Linked DNA regions of Sus scrofa: all the other regions are linked to region 1. The links are chromatin contacts, called in public HiChIP or PLAC-seq maps. All regions are on one chromosome and are shown on one strand. The core of a region is the stretch at or near the end of the contact, and the rest is flanking DNA. Distances in the headings are between cores, read along the strand shown.

Evidence for each region. HiChIP or PLAC-seq counts read pairs in DNA pulled down with a chosen protein or histone mark.
Region 2: an H3K27ac HiChIP or PLAC-seq map of skeletal muscle shows a contact between it and region 1, with 6 times the contacts expected there. The contact joins two enhancer-like sites.
Region 3: an H3K27ac HiChIP or PLAC-seq map of alveolar macrophages shows a contact between it and region 1. The contact joins two enhancer-like sites. A contact is called at or near these places in 1 of 47 Hi-C or Micro-C datasets (embryonic fibroblasts) and 1 of 2 datasets of contacts at active chromatin or transcription factors (alveolar macrophages).

Annotation. Positions count from the first base shown.
Region 1 is chr15:67,337,715-67,340,972 of Sscrofa11.1, reverse strand. All of the region lies in intron 1 of RBMS1 (RNA-binding motif, single-stranded-interacting protein 1), which reads left to right. Among named protein-coding and RNA genes, the nearest start is that of RBMS1, 70 kb to the left of the region's middle. Within about 2 kb of position 1,737, at least 28 of the 83 cell types and tissues checked have an H3K27ac peak or open chromatin away from gene starts, as enhancers often do. A contact at or near this core is called in alveolar macrophages and skeletal muscle, where this site is marked.
Region 2 is chr15:67,736,391-67,739,648 of Sscrofa11.1, reverse strand. No RefSeq gene overlaps it. Among named protein-coding and RNA genes, the nearest start is that of TANK, 230 kb to the left of the region's middle. Within about 2 kb of position 1,573, at least 19 of the 83 cell types and tissues checked have an H3K27ac peak or open chromatin away from gene starts, as enhancers often do. A contact at or near this core is called in skeletal muscle, where this site is marked.
Region 3 is chr15:67,666,250-67,669,507 of Sscrofa11.1, reverse strand. No RefSeq gene overlaps it. Among named protein-coding and RNA genes, the nearest start is that of RBMS1, 260 kb to the right of the region's middle. Within about 2 kb of position 1,622, at least 7 of the 83 cell types and tissues checked have an H3K27ac peak or open chromatin away from gene starts, as enhancers often do. A contact at or near this core is called in alveolar macrophages, where this site is marked.

The DNA.
Region 1 (3,258 bases), core at 488-2,987:
ATAACAAAGAACTACATGGTATTTTTTTATTGTTTCAGAAGTTAAATGCACTCTACACGTTTATTGATACAAAGGGAATTTTGACCTCCCTCTAGTGGCAAAAGGTTTTCTTTCTTTCTGTCTTTCTTTCCTTTTTTTTCAAAGAGCTTGCTTGAAAGAGTAAGATGGCTGACCTATATAACAGAACGCAGTTTCAAAAATGACTGGTTCTTACTGAAATGTTTGCTTTCTCCTATGTGAGGTATGGGAGATTCTTTCGTCTCTTGTGAGAAATGTTCACCTTCTTGAAACAATGATCATATTACGTGAAAAAAAAATTTTTAAAGGAGATTTCCTATTAACTTTTAAAGTATAAAAGCTGTGAACTATTCCTATCAATCAGGGTCTTAAATAAAAAAGACTATTACATTTTGATAACTAAAATACCTTGATCTTTGACTGAAAAGTAAGTTTGATCTTTAGTTTTTTCTGCAGAATTGTTTTTAGAGCAGATAAATGTACTTAATTGCAAAGATCTTTAGAAAAAAGAGAATAAGTAGCTATTGAAATGTGAAGAGCCGAACTGAAAACAAATAAAATAAAAGTCAAAGTGCCAAACCCTTACGCTTTCCTCTTTTACAAAGTTTAAATTTGGATTTTCATAGCCAGTGGAGAAAAATATTCATCATAGCTATCACCATCATTGTACAAAAGGAAGCACCACGTCAAAGGGTGGGAATAGAAAAACAGCTACAGTGGAATTTGTCAATGAAGCTTTCCTATCCCCACCCCACCACCACAGAGAGTCAGTAAAGCTCAGTAACTTCATCGTCTGTTATCTGTCCGTTTACAGGCAGACTTATTACGATTCCTTAAGAAAGGACATTTTCTGTAATGGTATCAGAAAAGACATTCTTACAAAATGCTGTTTTCTCAACTATTTGCTGAAGCTGATCCAGGTCACTTAGACTGCATTGTCTTGTCTGGCAGACTAAGACCCCCATCCCTCTCTTCTCTTTCTCACAGAGATAGCAGGATGACCAGGGATGGTAGGTGAGAATCCAGAGATTTTTTTTTTTTCCTTTTTAATTTATAGAAAGTAAAACCTAGGATTATCATAATATCTCCTGGGTATTTTTGTTTGGGAGTAAACTACAAACTAGTAAGATTTCATGAAAATAATGAAACCATCCAATGAAAATTTAGCATTTCTTTCCAATACCTCTTTTTCAGTTCGACGTGTATAACCGAGTATGTGTCTCTTGTGGTCTCGATTACATCCGGTGTTTTTAGCTGGCAGCATTTCCTCTGTTGAGGCCCCACTTGATTTGCCAGGCTTCATTTCTGTGAATATAAAGAGAGAAAACCAAGTTATATGAGAGAGTGAAATTAAAAAAAAAAAATTATGTGCTAGGCTAACACTGACTTTTGAAGCAACAAACAGCAAAAGGGGGGGGGCACTAAATCTGTTATAAATAAACTGGTCATCTGATTATTAAAAATGCATAGGCTCCAAAAATACTTGGAAAGTCTTATAGCCATCTTTTAACTGTCCCACATGTTTTCTCTTGAATATTTATAAAAACCCAAATTAACGAAAAAACAGAGACCAAAAAATCCCCTCCCATGTCGTTGCACAGATTTGGAATAATGAAAGTGAATTTGCAATTCTTAAAATGGTGTTTTCATCCAGTTCTCATAGAAGTGTTTTTGGAACAGTGGTCTGTACTAACAGCTGTATTCAATCTTGAGTAAAAGTCACTTCCTGAAGAGAATGAAATTCAACTTAACACGCAAACTTGCCGGGGACATAATCCTGTGGGGTGGGTGTACTATGTGATTATGAAACTGGACATAGGCACCCTGCTGAGGTGATTTCTTGTAAATAATACACAGCAGAAACCGTTAATCAGTGTCAGTGCTTTGAACTGAGGATTTACTGATCTAAAAGCATTGCTTATTCATATGCAAAACCATCTTAATTTTCCAGAATTGTGCTCTTTGGTATTCTGAAAATATAATTCCCTTCTGGAATTGTACTTATATGGAATCTATGTCTTTATCTACCTAGACACATTCATACATATATAAACATACCTACATGTGTTTATATATATATTGGGGCCTTCTCGGGAATTTAAAATTATTGTGTCATTCTTGAGTTTCAGGCAAATTTTTTTCCAACTTTTTATATTCGGTCATTCATCCATTTACTGTAGTGAACCTAACTGAAATAGAATTTTTGTTCCTGGCCTCATAAGTTGATTACATATACATATGTATATGTGTGTATATCTACACACATATGTATGAGGTACAATTTTAGCTATTTAATATCTATTTAAAAAATATTTCTTAGGTAGGTATTACTGACTTTTTCTCTCCTAGGTATTGTACTTTATTTTAAAGAAAATACTGTATCAGTATAACTTGGCTATTGTTAAACCTTAATAGAATCATACTTTAGATGGAAAAGTTTTTACTGAATCACTTTTCTTTATGGATCACTCTTTTGTTGTCTAAACAATGAGTGCATAGTTTTCAGTCAAAACTATCAAATTGAAATAAAAAAATCTAACGCATTAAGCCATAATTAACACATAACCATACATAAAAATTACAGCCTTCTCAATTTGTCAAAATCAAAACCATTTCCTGCTTTACTTTGGTAGCAAAGAAGGAGCTAGGCTTTTTTGATTTCTTGACAAATCTCTTAAGTTGTCTTTGAAGACCTTTGTTTATAATGTCTCCATGCATTCTTGTCTTCTTGACATGCTCCCTTCCCTCCAGTGAGATACTAATTAAAGAGAGGCCACTGTGACCCTAGATTGTTTAAAAGTCACCAGGAATGGGGCAGCAGCACAAATCTGGGCAGGAAGTGCTCACTCCTAAAATATAACACAACCCTTAAGACCATCTTATCAAAAAATCTGTTGACTTCTAATAGCCCAAAAAAATGCTTCCTTTGATTTAAAACATACACACTTGAAAACCAAACTAGAATCTCTAATAAAACTTACTTAGTGGATACATCATATATACACTTTTTAGAATTTGCAACAAATAACATCTTATATAATGAATAATAGTTTATTTTAGAGACATTGAAATAAGCTTTGAGGACATTATTTTAAATTTAATGGTGGATAGTTTCATTTTTATGTGGTTTTTTGTGGGGAGAGGAGCCTATATCTTGTTCCTTTTCAAGAATTTGAGACAGCTCAGTATGTATATGAGAAGTTCGCTTGTCTCATATACAGAAAGTTGTAACACTTTAAT
Region 2 (3,258 bases), core at 324-2,823, 400 kb before region 1:
TGTTAGTTTCTATTATTCAAAACTAGTTAAAAGTTTCTAAAAGATTTGAAGTTGCTGTCTTCCTCTCTTCCTGAAAATGCAGGCAATCATAGAGCTCAGATGTTGGTGTTTGGTGTACGATGTGGAGCTGTACACTGCAAAGGTTGATGCTTTGCCCACATCATCCACAAGGCTAAATCTTTCCTGACTTGCCTCTGTGCTCCCTATATGCTCGGTTTACACAATTCCTATACCTGTGTCTTTCTCATTAAACTGTAGCTTCCTGAGAGTAGGATGGTAGTTTCTTTATCCCTACGTCCCTGACTGTTGGGGAAATGAACCAACAGTTTGTCTGTCAGAGGTACTTCAATGACAAACAAGCTCAATCTTCTGGTGGGAGATTAGTAATTTTTTATTAAAATTTTTTATTATAGTTGATTTACAATGTTCTATCAATTTCTGCTATACAGCAAAGTGACTCAGTCATACATATTCTTTTTCTCACTTTATCCTCCAACATGTTCCATCACAAGTGACTAGATATAGTTCCCTTTAGATTAGCAAATTTTTTTTTTTTTTTTTTTTTTTTTGCAGATTAGGAACTGTTTAATCAAAATTTATTGAGCACCTAATATACACCAGGCAGTGTGTTAGGCTCAGAAGACAAATCATCAGTGCAAAAACAGTCCATCCCAGGGAATCTTTGCTGTACAGCTCCAGGGGCACCGATCACACCATGTGCCCAGTGCAGCCTGGGGTTGTGCCCCAAGGCCCACGTGGCCCTCACTGGGGGCCCCAGATGCGTCCCTTCCTCAAACTGCCATAAATCATATGATTTCATGTACCCAAATAAACGAACATGTTAGGTCTGCACAGGCCCCCTGAAGGCTTGGCACGTGTTTGACATTACCCCCTCCCACTGGTAGATTCAGAACCAATTGCAGCGGGAAGTTAGTGAGGTCACAGGGGAAGGACAGGAGCATGTGCCCTTTTAAAGAATCGTTTTCAGCACTCTCCGCATCCCCAGCCCCGCAACCTAAGTATTGTCATCTCAGGCAGGATAGCTTTGTAACATTCTGAACTTGCAGCTCTTGCGTGTTTTCTTCCTTCTTTTGCTCTCTGGGAAAGGAGGGGACGCGCTGTCCAGCCCCCGCGTCCTTGGCGATGTGAGCCAGACCCCCGATGCTGTGCACCTACTCTCTCCTCCCTTCTCTTCTCTTTTGTTTGCGGTTCCTCCCAATCATCTTTCATAAAATGTCTTAACATCGTAGGAGGTTTCTAGTGGATCCATATACTTGTGCTTTCAAAACAACATTTCATCTCCCTGACTCACAGGCGGAGTGGAAAAAAAAACACACCAAAACAAACCCCTACACATTTGAAATAATCCACAAGGAAAGCCTGCATTGGAAATCATATTGCCATATAATTATCCTGTTTACAATCCCTCGTACATCTTTTCTCATAGAAAAATGCAGATTTGGAAACAAAGCAGGAAAAAGATGCCAGAAAACCCTGGCAAGGCTCTGACCGCTGCCTGCCTAGGAATGGCCGCAGAGGGAGAGAAATGTGTTTGCAATTAGGGCTGCCCAGAGCAGGTCCGATTACATCTGCAGGCGGCCAAGCTGAAGAGATTTCCAGAGTGAACTTGTCCTGTGGGCCCAAGTGGATCCGAGGCAAGGTAGGCTAGAGCCATTATGAGGAAATAAATGGGGCCCCCACCTCCTGGTCTCCTGTTCCCCTTTGCTGGTCTCCCTCCTACCTCTTGAATGGAGAGGAACCAAATCACCATCATTTGAGGCCCTCTTACATTATCCTTCACAAGGGTGTCCTGTGTTTTTCAGCAATAGAACAGAAAGGGGAGAAATAAAACTGTTGTGAAGTGGTCTCCATCCTACGTGTCTTGGACAGAAGGACCAGGGATGTTAAAGACATCTAGCAAGGCTCTGAAGCACCCAAAGCTTCACCATCATGGGACCTGGTTCAGTATCTATGCTGTGTTTTCAGGTCCTCCAGGTGCCCACCTTGTACCCGTCAGTCCCCACCAATCTGGGAGGATAGCTAGCTTTACCCACTCTCAAGGGGTAAAGCTAGGAGTTCTCTGCAAAGAGTCAAACCTATCAAGGTGTTGCTCCCTTGCCATAATTTTCCTAGCACAAAAATGCTCCACCAAACCTGCTGCCACTCTCTCAAGGCGAGGACAAAAACACACACAATTTTGAGCTTTCCATTATGTCCTGATATACCTGTTGGGTTTTAGTTTCAGTGTGTGTGTGTGTGTGTGTGTGTGTGTGTGTGTGTGTGTGTGTTCTGTCCCACATGTTCTTCTTGAGACAGAATGCAGGTCTGATAATCATTCAGAAATTAATCCTCTGCCCTCATTTCCCTGACCATGCACTTGCTCTGAGCCTTTTCAAATGCTTTTAAACCTTTTTAATCAATTACAACACATTATAATACTACTTTGTATGTTGGGTTCCTAAAGCCTTGTGAGAGGTATCAATAATTTCACACACACACACACAAAACACCCCCCCACACACGCACACAAACGACCACACACACAAAACACCTCCCACACACACGCACACAAACGACCACTACTACTGCTGACTTAAAGATGTGGAAATTAAGATAGTGATTTTAAAAGGATTAACACTTCTCTAATAGTCTACCTTTTATTTCCAGTTGGCTTATTAGCTGGTTCTTTAGCGAACATAGCCTATTTTAGCCATCTACGGTGTGTTTCTACATACAAACAATTTTTTGTGTACATTTTTCATTCAGAAGGTCATTTTGAAAATTGTGTCTCTAATAGTATGCCCAGATAATACAAGACCCAAATTGGGATATTTAAGAGTAGCGAGGCACTATTTACAATTCTTCTGGGACAGTAGCCATAAACTGACACTGTCATAGACAGATCAGTTTGTATGTTCTCCTTGTTCTTAAGTGACTTGTCTAAATTTATGGACCTGTGGTCAACAGGACTCTCTGGGTTGCAAAACTCTATTTTTTACACAATCTTGCCTTCCCCTGTGACCTTGTCTGACATTGCTGCCCAGAATCTTTCCCCAGACCCACAAAAAGGACACAGTAAGGAGAGGTCCTGTGATTTCAAACCCAAGTCCCTATGTTTATTAGGAATATCCTCATGGTTTCTGGTGGTCTGGACTAGGTATCCAGGACAGTCTGGGAAAAAAAATATTGAGAGGATGATTTTAGGGAACTTTGTTGTATAATCACCAGAAAAGGGGATGTTTACAACTGGAGGGGCAG
Region 3 (3,258 bases), core at 373-2,872, 330 kb before region 1:
TTTGTTACTGATTTTAGAGGAAAGGCTTTTAGCTTTTCACCACTGAGTTAGCTGTGAATTTGTCACAAATGGCCTTTCTGTTGAGATATATTCCCTCTCTACCAAATTTCTTGAAAGTTTTTAAAAATCATGAATAGATGTTGAATTTCGTCAAATAATTTTTTGCATCTATTGAGATGATAAAGTGATTTATATCCTCCCTTTGTTAATGCTAATCATATTAATTGATTTGCAAAAATTGAATCATCCCTGGAATAGGTCCCACTTGACCATGGGGACTTTGATCCTTTTTATATATTATTAAATTTGGTTTGCTAATATTTTGTTGAGGATTTTTGCCTGTATATCAAAGATATTGGACTGTAATTTTCTCTCTCTTTTTTTGTAATGTCTTTGTTTGGTCTGGGTATCAGGGTAGTAGTGGCATTGTGCAATGAATTTGAAAGTCTTCCCTTCTCTTCAATTTTTTGGAATAGTTTGAGAAGGATAGATATTAGTTCTTCTTTATATGTTTGGCAAAATTCCCTTAGGAAGCCATCTAGTCCTGGATTTTTGTTTGCTGCGAGCTTTTTTAAATTACAAATTCAATTTCATTACTAGTGATCTGTCTGTTCAAATTGTCCGTTTCTTCCTGATTCAGTTTTAGAAGGTTATATGTTTCTAGAATTTTTTTTTTCTTTTTATGGCTGCACCTGCGACATGTGGAAGTTGCTGGGCCAGGGGTCAAATTGGAACTGTAGCTGTGGCCTACGCCACAGCCATGGTAACACCAGATCAGAGGCGCATCTGTGATCTGTGCTGCAGCTTCAAAGCAAGATCCTTAACCCACTGAGTGATGCCAGGGATCTAATTCACATCCTCCAGAGATAATATCAGGTCTTTAACCCACTGAGTCACAACAGGAATCCCTGTTTCTAGAAATTTTTTTTAGCATTTCTTCTAGCCTGTCCAATTTGTTGGCATATCTGTTCATAATGTTCTCTCTCTCTTTTTTTTTTTGTATTTCTTTGTTATTAGTTGTTATTTCTCCTCTTTCACTTCTTATTTCTTATTTTCTTTTTTCATTTTCTTGTTTTAAAAGTAATTTTATATGGGTTGTACTTCATCCCTAAATATATCAGCATGCATTTCCTAAGAGTAAAGACACTTTCTACATATTCACAATAACATTAAAGCAATAATTCAAAGTAATTCTTAATACTTCCAATACCCAGTCCGTTTCCTAATTTCCTCATGTGTCTCCAAATTTTTTTTTATAGATTTTTATCCTAAATTAGGATAGAGTCTTTACAATCTCTTTGCATCTGGAACATGCCCCAAACATTTCTTTTCATACTATTGAAAATACCCAACATAAAATGCCCCAAATTCTGCAATTGTCTGATTATTTTCTCTTTATGTCTTTTAATCTCCACTATATTTTCTACAAGGAAATTTTGGGAAATGCTTATAGTTTCTTAGGTCCTTTCAGGGAATGAAGAGCTAGTATATTTCATGAAAAGGCTTAAATAGATTCATCTAAAACTTTTTTGGTTAAAATATTTCATAGTCAATGCCATATCCTTCATATTGCTTCATCAGGAGACTTGTAAATAACAGGGCTACCCTCCTATGAGCGATCCTAGGTTTGATGACTGGGTTGAGGTGGTGACCTCCAGCTCTCTCCAGTATAAAGATGCAATGTTTTCCTATGTTGCTAGCAAATAATCTGTGGTGTAATGCTTTGGAATTGACCACATATCCTGTTTCTCAACAACCCGACATCTGATGGTTTTAACAACCATTGAATGTTCTTTGCCTGAAACAATTATTCCATTGCAGGTTGCAAAATGGCAATTTTTCTTTTTTTTCTCATTCCTCCATGTCTGTTTCCTGGGATTCTTCTGTAAAGAAGAGTGTTTTCTCAACAACTTGAGGTGAATAACCGTTACTCCTAGAATTTTTTTAAAAGCACGTCAAATGCTTAATTCATTTTCATTTGTTACCAATTTTCAGAGTAATGTATTAATGTTAGACACTATCAAAAGACAGCAAAACAGTTTTTTTTCTGTTTCTTTCTTTTTCTCCCTCCTTCCCTCCCTTTCTCTTTCTCTCTTTCTCCCACCCACCCCTTTTTTCTTTCTTTCTTCTTTTCCTTTTTTAATTTTCTTCCTTGAGTTTCCTGGGGGGTCATAGGTTATTATTTACATTAATTATTCTTTATACATCATAACCTATGACCTCACATTGATTAAAATTTAGCTACTGGAAAATTTTCTGTCTTATTGTCATGTCCTCACTAGTATGTTGGATCCTCCTGATTTTCTAGCAAAAGACACCCAGAACCACCTAATATCCTGCTCTCAGCCGTTCCCTAAGGCCTTGGCTGCTTTTTGTAGGGAATAATATTTAGAAACTGAAGTCTGGAGTTCCTGTGATGGCTCAGCAGAAACAAATCCGACTAGGAACCATGAGGTTGTGGGTTCGATCCCTGACCTCGCTCAGTGGGTCAAGGATCCAGCGTTGTCATGGGCTGTGGTGTAGGTCACAGATGTGGCTTGGATCTGGCATTGCTGTGGCCCTGGCATAGGCCAGCAGGTGTAGCTATGATTAGACCTCTATCCTGGGAAACTCCACATGCCGTGGGTGTGGCTCTAAAAAGCAAAAAAAAAAAGAAAAGAAATTGAAGTCTGAGGTATGGTCATTGCTTCTGAAGTCCTTTCAGTGAATGAACAGCTAGTATATTTCATGAAAAGGTTTATTTTATTTTATTTTTTTTATAATTTTTTAATTTTCCCGCTGTACAGCAAGGGGGTCAGGTTATCCTTACATGTATACATTACAATTACATTTTTTCCCCCACCCTTTCTTCTGTTGCAACATGAGTATCTAGACAAAGTTCTCAATGCTATTCAGCAGGATCTCCTTGTAAATCTATTCTAAGTTATGTCTGATAAGCCCAAGCTCCCATCCCTCCCACTCCCTCCCCCTCCCATCAGGCAGCCACAAATCTCTTCTCCAAGTCCATGCTTTTCTTTTCTGAGGAGATGTTCATTTGTGCTGGATATTAGATTCCAGTTATAAGTGATATCATATGGTATTTGTCTTTGTCTTTCTGGCTCATTTCACTCAGGATGAGATTCTCTAGTTCCATCCATGTTGCTGCAAATGGCATTATGTCATTCTTTTTTATGGCTGAGTAGTATTCCATTGTGTATATATACACCACATCTTCCAAATCCAATCATCTGTCGATGGACATTTGGGTTGTTTCCATGT